Linked DNA regions of Mus musculus: region 1 is linked to region 2. Evidence: chromatin contacts called from public HiChIP or PLAC-seq data. All regions are on one chromosome and are shown on one strand. Each heading gives the region's core, a stretch centred on a gene start, on an enhancer-like site or on the middle of the called end of the contact. The rest is flanking DNA. Distances are from core to core; before and after follow the strand shown.

Region 1 (3,713 bases), core at 884-3,383, 870 kb after region 2:
GGCTGTCTGAAGCTCTCCTCCCTGGAGCCGACCATGCCAGGCAGTTCTGGAACGGATCACACTGAGGGTAAAAGAGGATGCTGAGGCCGAGCAGAGGGATCGCCTGATAGAGGTGCTGCTTCAGGACACAGAGATCCTGGCACAGGCTTCTAGTGCTCCTTGGCTGCATGTATTAAGGCAGGAGGGTTCGGGAGATAGGGACCATAGGGTGGAGGTCAAAGACTCAACAGCCCCGTTCCTCCTATGACGGCCAGTCTGGACCAACAGCTGTGGCACAGGGTACACAAGTTCATGTCACTCCGTGTATGAACAGCTGATTTTCCTTTCCCAAAGGGAAACACCTGCTGGCAGCCCCTTCTCTGCTCCCATGTTGCCATCTCCCCACCCCACCCTCGGGGGGGAAAAAAAACCAGACAATAAAATTAGGGGGATGAAATCACCTTGGGAAGAACCCAAATTTGGGGTTTTGTGAAAGAAGCCCCTGAGAGCCACCACTGAAGACCCACAGCAGGTCCCTTCTATACCCCATTCTACTGCTGCCCAGTGAACACAGAGCCTGGAGCCAGAGCCTCGTTATCGGGAAAGAAATGAAGACAATAAATGTAAAGCATTCAGGAATAGTGTCCAAGCTCCTTTGTGTGTTGGGACTGTCGATAAAGGGCGTGTAGCTTTACATGAGCGTGCGGTAATGCTGTCATCTACTTTAAGGGTAGAATTTGCTTTTAAACGTTATGGCTTGAAAACGATGCCCCGCTGGATGTAGTGTTTAAGAGAGGAGTCTTTAAGTCAGGGGAAAAAAATACCATCAGGATAAAGATGGTCCTGGTTACACTAGCATTGCCAAGCTCGAGCTCAGATCTGGAGATGTCACAAAAGGAACAAAGAGGAATCAGCACACACCCAGTGAGGCAAGTGGAGCTGAAACCCCCGCACAAGGAAAGCATAAGGACCAGCTAGCTCCCTAAGATCACTCCTGACCCCCCATACCAACAAGCAACGCTCTCACAAGACTCCCCCAAATCAAGAGGGGGACTTCCACTGAGGAGTCTTGCCGAGACAAAGGTGTCATCTAAGGCGGGGGAGGGGGGTCTCCAGCATCACCAAACCCATAATCACGAGGGTACATTGTGCTCTCCCTGCCTTCCTCCTCCTGGCTGAGCCCGCCTCCACCTCTCCACGCGCACAAGGCGTTTCTTTTGTTTCAGTTGCAGCCGAAGATTTAGGGGTGCACACTCAGCAGCGCGGGAATGTCGCGGGGGGCTCATACCTTATCTGGGGGTGGGAACTGCAGCTGGTTGACATCGAGGGGCGTCATCAAAGGAATGGTGTCGAAGCCATCCTCCAGCAGTGGCTGCTTGGTGCCCTTCTCTGCGAAATTATTCCCCAACTTCACCATGGTTGCGAAAGACACGAGGCTGCGGCCTGCGGAGGGAGGGCCGCGCGGGGGTCAGGGCGAGCCGTGGCCCGACCGGGCGGGGCACAGCCAGAAGGACTCCGCACACCCACCCGCTGTCTCCGCGGTCGCTGTCCCCGCCTTATCTCCCCAGAGAGGTAGCAGGGACGCGGCGATCTAGCCAGATCAGAGTCTCAGGCTGTGTATTGACTAACATTTCTAGACTCCCATCCCGCAGGGCGCATCACGGCCGGGTAAGGGGACGCTACCCGTGCCCAGCCTTTCTGGACGCGTACCCTGTCGGGTGGCACTGGCCTCCTGCAGGTCTCCCGCGGCCCTCTGCTTGAGAGATGCTCCTCTGCCCTCCCCGTTCGCCACCCGCACTCACCCCACGCCTGGCTCCGGAAGATCTGGGCTCCAAGCGCGCTCCGAGGCTCAGTGTCGCCCGCTCCCGCGCACAGCAATGGCGGAGGCGGCGCCGCGGCCGGGGGATCGGCGATTGGGTTCTGTGCCTCCCGCCTCCGCGCGCCGCCTCCTTCCTGCCGTTCCCGGGGGCCGCGCGCGGGAGTGCGCGTGGGGCCGCGCGGATGCGCCTCCGCCTTGACGCAGCGCCGCCCGCGCGCGGATCGGTCGCACAAAGGAGCACGCGACTGCAGTGGGGGTCCCCCGGGGACCCCGCGCGCTCCCCGACCGGAGGAAGGAGAACCTGAGACTCCCAATGCCCGACTAAGGGAATACCCGAGCGGGCTGCGCAACCCTGGGGCGGCGGCCGAGCGCGGGGAGATTGGGGGGAAGGAAGGGAAGGAGGGAGGAGGAGATAATGGGAAGCCAGGGAGCCCCAAAGGTGGATGAAGGCAAGGTGCCGGCCCACTGTCAATCAGATCTGAAGGATGACAAAGATTTTCGGAGGACAGTGTAGGTGATACACCTCGGTGGCTCTTAGTGTGAGGCTAAGTGGGAGAGGGAAGGAAAATGAGGGCGGGTCCCTATAAAAAGAGGGAGATTGCAGGATGTGAGGTAGTGCTGTCCCACTAGGGATGCATGCCTAGAGTGTGGGAACAAGAGGCCAGGTGTTCAGAGCTCAAAGTTCTGCTCAAGAGGCAGACTAGCCAAAGCTGTCAGTGGTCAAGGCGGAAGGGGAGGTGGGAATCTCCCGACCGCAGCTGCAGTCCGCATGGATAGCATAGAGACCCAAAAGGAAGAATGAGGTTCTAGGCTGACCGGTGCCCCAGGCGGCCACCCTAATGAAGGCCACTGCACTTTACAGACCTCTAGTCGGCCTTGTTTGCAGGATGCAGGATAGGGAAGACTACTTGGATGTGAAAGCGAAGCTACAAAAGGAGTAGGGCTGAGGGCCGGCGCGGGAGGAGCAGCGCCTCATCATCTGCGGCCATCATTCTGTTCCCCAGAGAAACCTGGAGAATAACAGAAACCTTCAACAGCAGCCTATATAGGTCCAAATTCCAGACTCTCCAGGAGGGCCCCTTCTTTAAAGGGGTGGGGGGAGGTTTGCCCGGGTTTCTCTGCCCAGGCCTTGACAAGGTCCCGGATGCCATTGAGTCAAGTCAGGTCAGCCTGACTAGGGCCCAGAGTCTCATCTCGGGTGCCTTTCTGGGCTTCTCCAGGCTGAGGGAAGGGCTTGAAGACACCTGTCTGACATCAGGTTGTCCTCTTGGCAGCTGAGAAAGGAGTTTGAAACCACCCAGGCACTAGCCTGCAGGCATCACGGGGCCTACCAGTCAGACTGTCTAGTTTGTGTAAGAGAAAGGCTTTATCTCTATCTCAGTCTCCAGCCTTTTCACGGCACTAGCCTACTCTGCAGTCAGAATCCTCACAAGAGCAATAGGATCACACCCTCTCCCTCCAAGACAGCCCAGGATCAGGCTATCCCCTAGACAGCCAGGGTTATGCCGCGACTTGCTGGCCTGGGGATTGCACATTACTTCTGTGTGGTTTTCTTTGCTTGTATCTGAACCCCATGAAGGGCATCAGAAACACAAAGTGCGCAAGACACACTGCCACCTTTCAAGGACAAAGCCTCAGCTCCTACCCGGAGATGTGACAGAGAGTCAGAGAAGGGAGCATGCTCAAGGAGAGGATGTATGTCCAAGTAGGAAGAATGCAGAGACAGCATATTCACTCTGTCACTCCTGGAACACATGACCCACAAACTAGCAACTCTAAAAGAATGGAAATGTATCCTAAGCACTGGAGGCCAGAGGTCCACAGTCAAGATGTGGACAGGGCCCTACCCCCTCTGGAGGCTCCCCAGAAGAACCTCTTCCTTTTCTGGCTTTGGTGAAACCGGCAGTGCTTGGCG
Region 2 (4,242 bases), core at 400-2,899:
CAGCTGACCTGCCTAGCTCTCTCCTCCTCCCCTCCTGCCACATCGTATCTACTTCTTTTCCAAAATCTTGAGCTGTGGCCTTGGAAGGCCCCAGGAAGCTCTTGTCCTTGTCTCTGACTCAGAAGAGGGAACTCTGAAGTTCTTACTGTGGCCATCCCCCACCCCCTGTCTGTGACCCTCCTGTCACCATATGAACTCATTATCTACATGATCTAAGTGATGCTGTGCTGGAAAGGCCACCTGTGTGTGTGTTGTCTGTGTGTCTTTATTTCTTGTGCATGTACACATGTGTATCTGTGTTGTGTACTACACAGGTGTGCCACTGCATGTATTGCACACACATGCACATGTGTACATACTCATTGTGTGTAATGTGCATGCATGCATGTGTAAACATTTGTCTGTTGCTTGTATTATACATGTATGCATATGTGTGCACCTATGTGTGCTGCGCATACATATTTGTGTGTATTCATTTATCCATTGTATATTATGTATACATGTGTTTATTATGTATACTATAAATGTATGCATATGTGTGTGCCCACTTTGCACTGTGTACACATGTATGTATATGTTCATTTATCCATTGTGTATATTGTACAGTATATGCATATGTGTGGTTGTGTGCCTACTGAGTACACTGTGCATGCATGTGCATATTCATTGTATGTACTGTACATATGCATATATATGTATTTATACGTATGTATATATATGTATATACACACACATATATACATATTATACATATATACATATTATACATATGTATATATGTGTGTGTGTGTCTTGCATATTGGGTGTGCACACATGCATATGTAAATTTGTACTTGAGTGGCTGCATTCTCCTGTGTGTGTTTTCATTCTTGTACTTTATCAATGGTAGCACTACTTCTTGATTAGACAGCGAACTCAGACACCTTCTCCAAGCCTCAGACCCCACAGAGTTGCCCCGGTCAGTTCTCCCTCTGCCTCTGCTACAAGGGGCAGTACCAGATAGACACACATCACAGGCTCTGTGGGCCAGAGGTCTCAGGTACCAAAATGGCTGGGATGCCCACTCCTCACAGCCTTGGCTGGGCTGTAGACCTGGTCTGCGGCTGAGTCCTGTGGTGAACAGTTAACTGTCACGGAGAAAGTACCTGGCCCATGCTAAGTCATCAGTTTGCATTCGAGAGTCCGGTTACTGTACCTGGGGTTCCCTGCCCTAGTGCCTGGGCAGTGGACAGGAGCCAGGCTGGGAGTGGGGCACAGAACCTGCCTTTGGCTGCCCTGAGCCGAGGGAAGGGTAGTGACTGAAGGGAGGCATGACATGCAGGGTGACAGGGGCACAAGTCACTGGAGGCCTTGGTAGTCAGGGAGCAGGGACTTGGGACAAAGCTCAGCCTGCCAGTTTTGGAGGAGGAGGAATCTGGAACTGGGGTCAGAACACTTGACATCACTGGTCCGTTTAAGGCTTTGGACAGTTCCCTGGATACACGCTGTTCTCTGAGGCCTGGAGCCAGTGTCATCTCCGTAGGACATTTTCGAGACTGTCTGGGCTGTAGAGATCTCCAGCTGGCTCCATGGGTCCCTCTCTCAGTCCTGGGCTGTTGGACTTCTTTCAGTGTCATGGCAGACAGCCTCCTTGCTTCTGGATGGTGGCAGCCTGCCCTCTTGTGGCCACCATTGGGAAGTCCTTGATTCTGGTGCCCTGTCTTAGCCTCCCTCCTTTAACCAGTCTCCTGCCCCCAGTTCCTCATCTCCCTGTGTACTCTGTAAAGATGAGACTGGTGTGTGTGTGTGTGTGCATCCATATTGCACTGTGCTGTGTGGGCACATGTCTCTGTGGGCACAAGTGTGGCTTAGTGAGCGTTGTTGGCTGGACAGAAGCACAGACACAGTGATCATCTGACTCTTCTCTCCTTCTGTTAAGGTTTTCGGGTTGCATAGTGTTTCCAGGGGCATGTACGATGGGCCTGTGTACGAGGTGCCAGCTACACCCAAACATGCTGCTCCTGCTCCTTCTGCCAAATCCTCGCCTTCTAAACACCAACCCCCACCCATCCGGAACCTCCACCAGTCCAACTTCAGCTTATCAGGTAGTCTCATGGAAGCCAGGCTCCTGTGGAAAGGGGCACATGGCTGTGGGCATAGGTGGAGAAGGCCAGAAGGCATGGGCACACTCCTCTGCTATGCCCCCAAGACACAGTCTAGGCGGGTGTTTCTAGGGTGCAGCACAGCATGTTAATTCTTGACCTTGGCACAAGTCAGCCCTGGGCTTAAGCATTATGGGGGTGGGAGAGAGGACACTGCCACTCTTATACCAGGAAGCTAATCGTGGAGCCCAGAGGTAGGTATGAGGCAGGAGCCCTGTCATTTCCTGGGTACATGCTCTGTGCCTGGCCCTCAACCACACCCGCCCTCCTGGCTTAGGAAGCACAATATGGACTTTATGTCACCCCCACATGGTGGTGGTGTGTTCCTGGTATTGTTTGAAGTTTCACAAAATTCAGTCTTAGGATTCAGGGCTCAACAATGCTTAGGAATAAGGTCCCAGCTTGAAGACGTGTACCTGCAACTCCACCAGATGGCCACACGAGGGCAGACACAACACTGGGAGCACTGTACTGTCATTGAAATTCCAGTTAGAGCCAGTGTAGGGTCCTAGGGATTTGATGATCAATGATGCACATCTGGACAGCTTCAGATGAGCCAAAGAACTTGCTGAATTCCACAGTTTAGAGTTCAGGTTGTTGGATTCAATGGCTTTTAAAAACAGGAACCTGTGGGGGGAAAAATAAAAATAAAAACAGGAGCCACTTAAAATGTGAACCTGGGCTCTTGAGCTGTATAAAAACAGGCAGTGGGCTAAAGTAGGTCAGTGGGTCATACCAGAAAGAGTATGTGCTAGCAACAGAGAGGGTGGAAGGATAGAAAGAGGGTGTAGTTTTAGCTTAAATTGTAGGATGAGAAGTACTCTGCACAGGGAATACAGTGGATCCTGGGTCAGGGGACCCTGGGACACAACTCACTTTTCACTATCCTTTCTTGAAATAGCTACCCGAGTACAATTCTGATATTAAAGGTAGCCAATGTTATTGCACAAAAAGATTCCAAGCACAGCTCTTGAATCTTGTCTGGTATGCGCAGAAGGCTGCCTTCTGTGCTGGGAGGAGCTGGCAGACTGGCTCTCTAAGTCCATCAGACAACTGAATACTGTAGATCTATCCTTAGATGTGGATATAATAATCTTTAGATCAAAGATAGCCCTGTAATAACAAGCCTGTGTTAGGGCTTTTGGCCCGCTCTCTGCCTGGGCCCTCTATCCCCTCTGAAGCTCACAGTGCTGCCCTCAGGGCTTCGTGGACATTTACCAAATGTCAATCCTGCTGCCAGCCGCATAGCTGATTCCCCTGCATTGCTATAAAGTTCACCCTCGTCCACTTCCAAGGCAGGGCACTGCTCTGGCACATAGGTGCAGTGTGTTAGGCTAGCAGGCATCTTCACGGTAATAGTTACCTGAAGATGGAATGAAGGCGCATGATGGAAAATGAATGAAGTGTAGGCTGAGTCCTGAGTGGCCAGGAAGACAGACAGACAGACAGACAGACAGACAGATAGCTGACAATGGGACAGCTGGGAGAACCAGAGCTGAACTCTGTGCCAGGCTCTTGGTGGCCCTCCTAGTCAGGCCCTGTAAAGTCAGGGTCAGCAGGGCAGTTAGTCAGTCCACATGCAGGCACAGACTTGTGTAGTGTGCATGCACACATTTATCAAATGCCATTGGAGCAAGGGACACTGGGCAAAGGAGGGTGGGCTTCAGGGGAAAGCCAGTATGGGTGTGAGTCCTGCCTTCCCAACCTAGTATCTGTGTCCTTAGGGTATTCAGCCTGAACCTCAGCACCCTTAGTTTTGAATTGTGGGTAAAACACATATCTATCATCAGTTTGTGTGTTCTTGGTACACACCAGTGCACCACGTCTGCCTGCACCAGTAGGAACTCCCTAAGTGTTTTCCTCTCTCAAGGCCAAACTATGCTAGAGTCAGAGATATAGGAGAGGGGCCTCAGGACTGGCAGGTACCCAGACGAGGTCAGGAAGGTCTACAGATCAGGGACCCTTCCCAGAGTGAACCTGGACAGGGCCTTGAAGGTGGGTTGGAGTGAGGGGCATTGTCAGCCTCAGCATGCCAAGGTGATGTGAACAGGTCTTATCCCATACACTGTTGGCTTTCTGTCTCTTTTAGGTGCCCAGATAG

What was found. HiChIP or PLAC-seq counts read pairs in DNA pulled down with a chosen protein or histone mark.
Region 1: an H3K4me3 HiChIP or PLAC-seq map of embryonic limb bud shows a contact between it and region 2, with 5 times the contacts expected there. The contact joins the promoter of Nsg1 here to the enhancer-like site in region 2. A contact is called at or near these places in 9 of 39 promoter capture datasets (the 3T3-L1 cell line, cranial neural crest, frontonasal cranial neural crest and 5 more), 1 of 484 Hi-C or Micro-C datasets (cortical neurons), 7 of 115 datasets of contacts at active chromatin or transcription factors (astrocytes, embryonic forebrain, embryonic hindbrain and 4 more) and 1 of 9 other capture datasets (embryonic stem cells).

Annotation. Positions count from the first base shown.
Region 1 is chr5:38,157,610-38,161,322 of GRCm38.p6, forward strand. Nsg1 (neuron specific gene family member 1) reads right to left here and starts at 2,134. Exons shown (of 5, transcript NM_010942.4): 1 at 1,782-2,134; 2 at 1,268-1,422. The coding sequence starts at 1,396.
Region 2 is chr5:37,286,887-37,291,128 of GRCm38.p6, forward strand. Crmp1 (collapsin response mediator protein 1) reads left to right here. Exons shown (of 14, transcript NM_001136058.2): 13 at 1,919-2,084; 14 at 4,231-4,242. It also overlaps a transcript of Evc not described here. Among named protein-coding and RNA genes, the nearest start is that of Crmp1, 47 kb to the left of the region's middle. Within about 2 kb of position 1,650, at least 8 of the 459 cell types and tissues checked have an H3K27ac peak or open chromatin away from gene starts, as enhancers often do.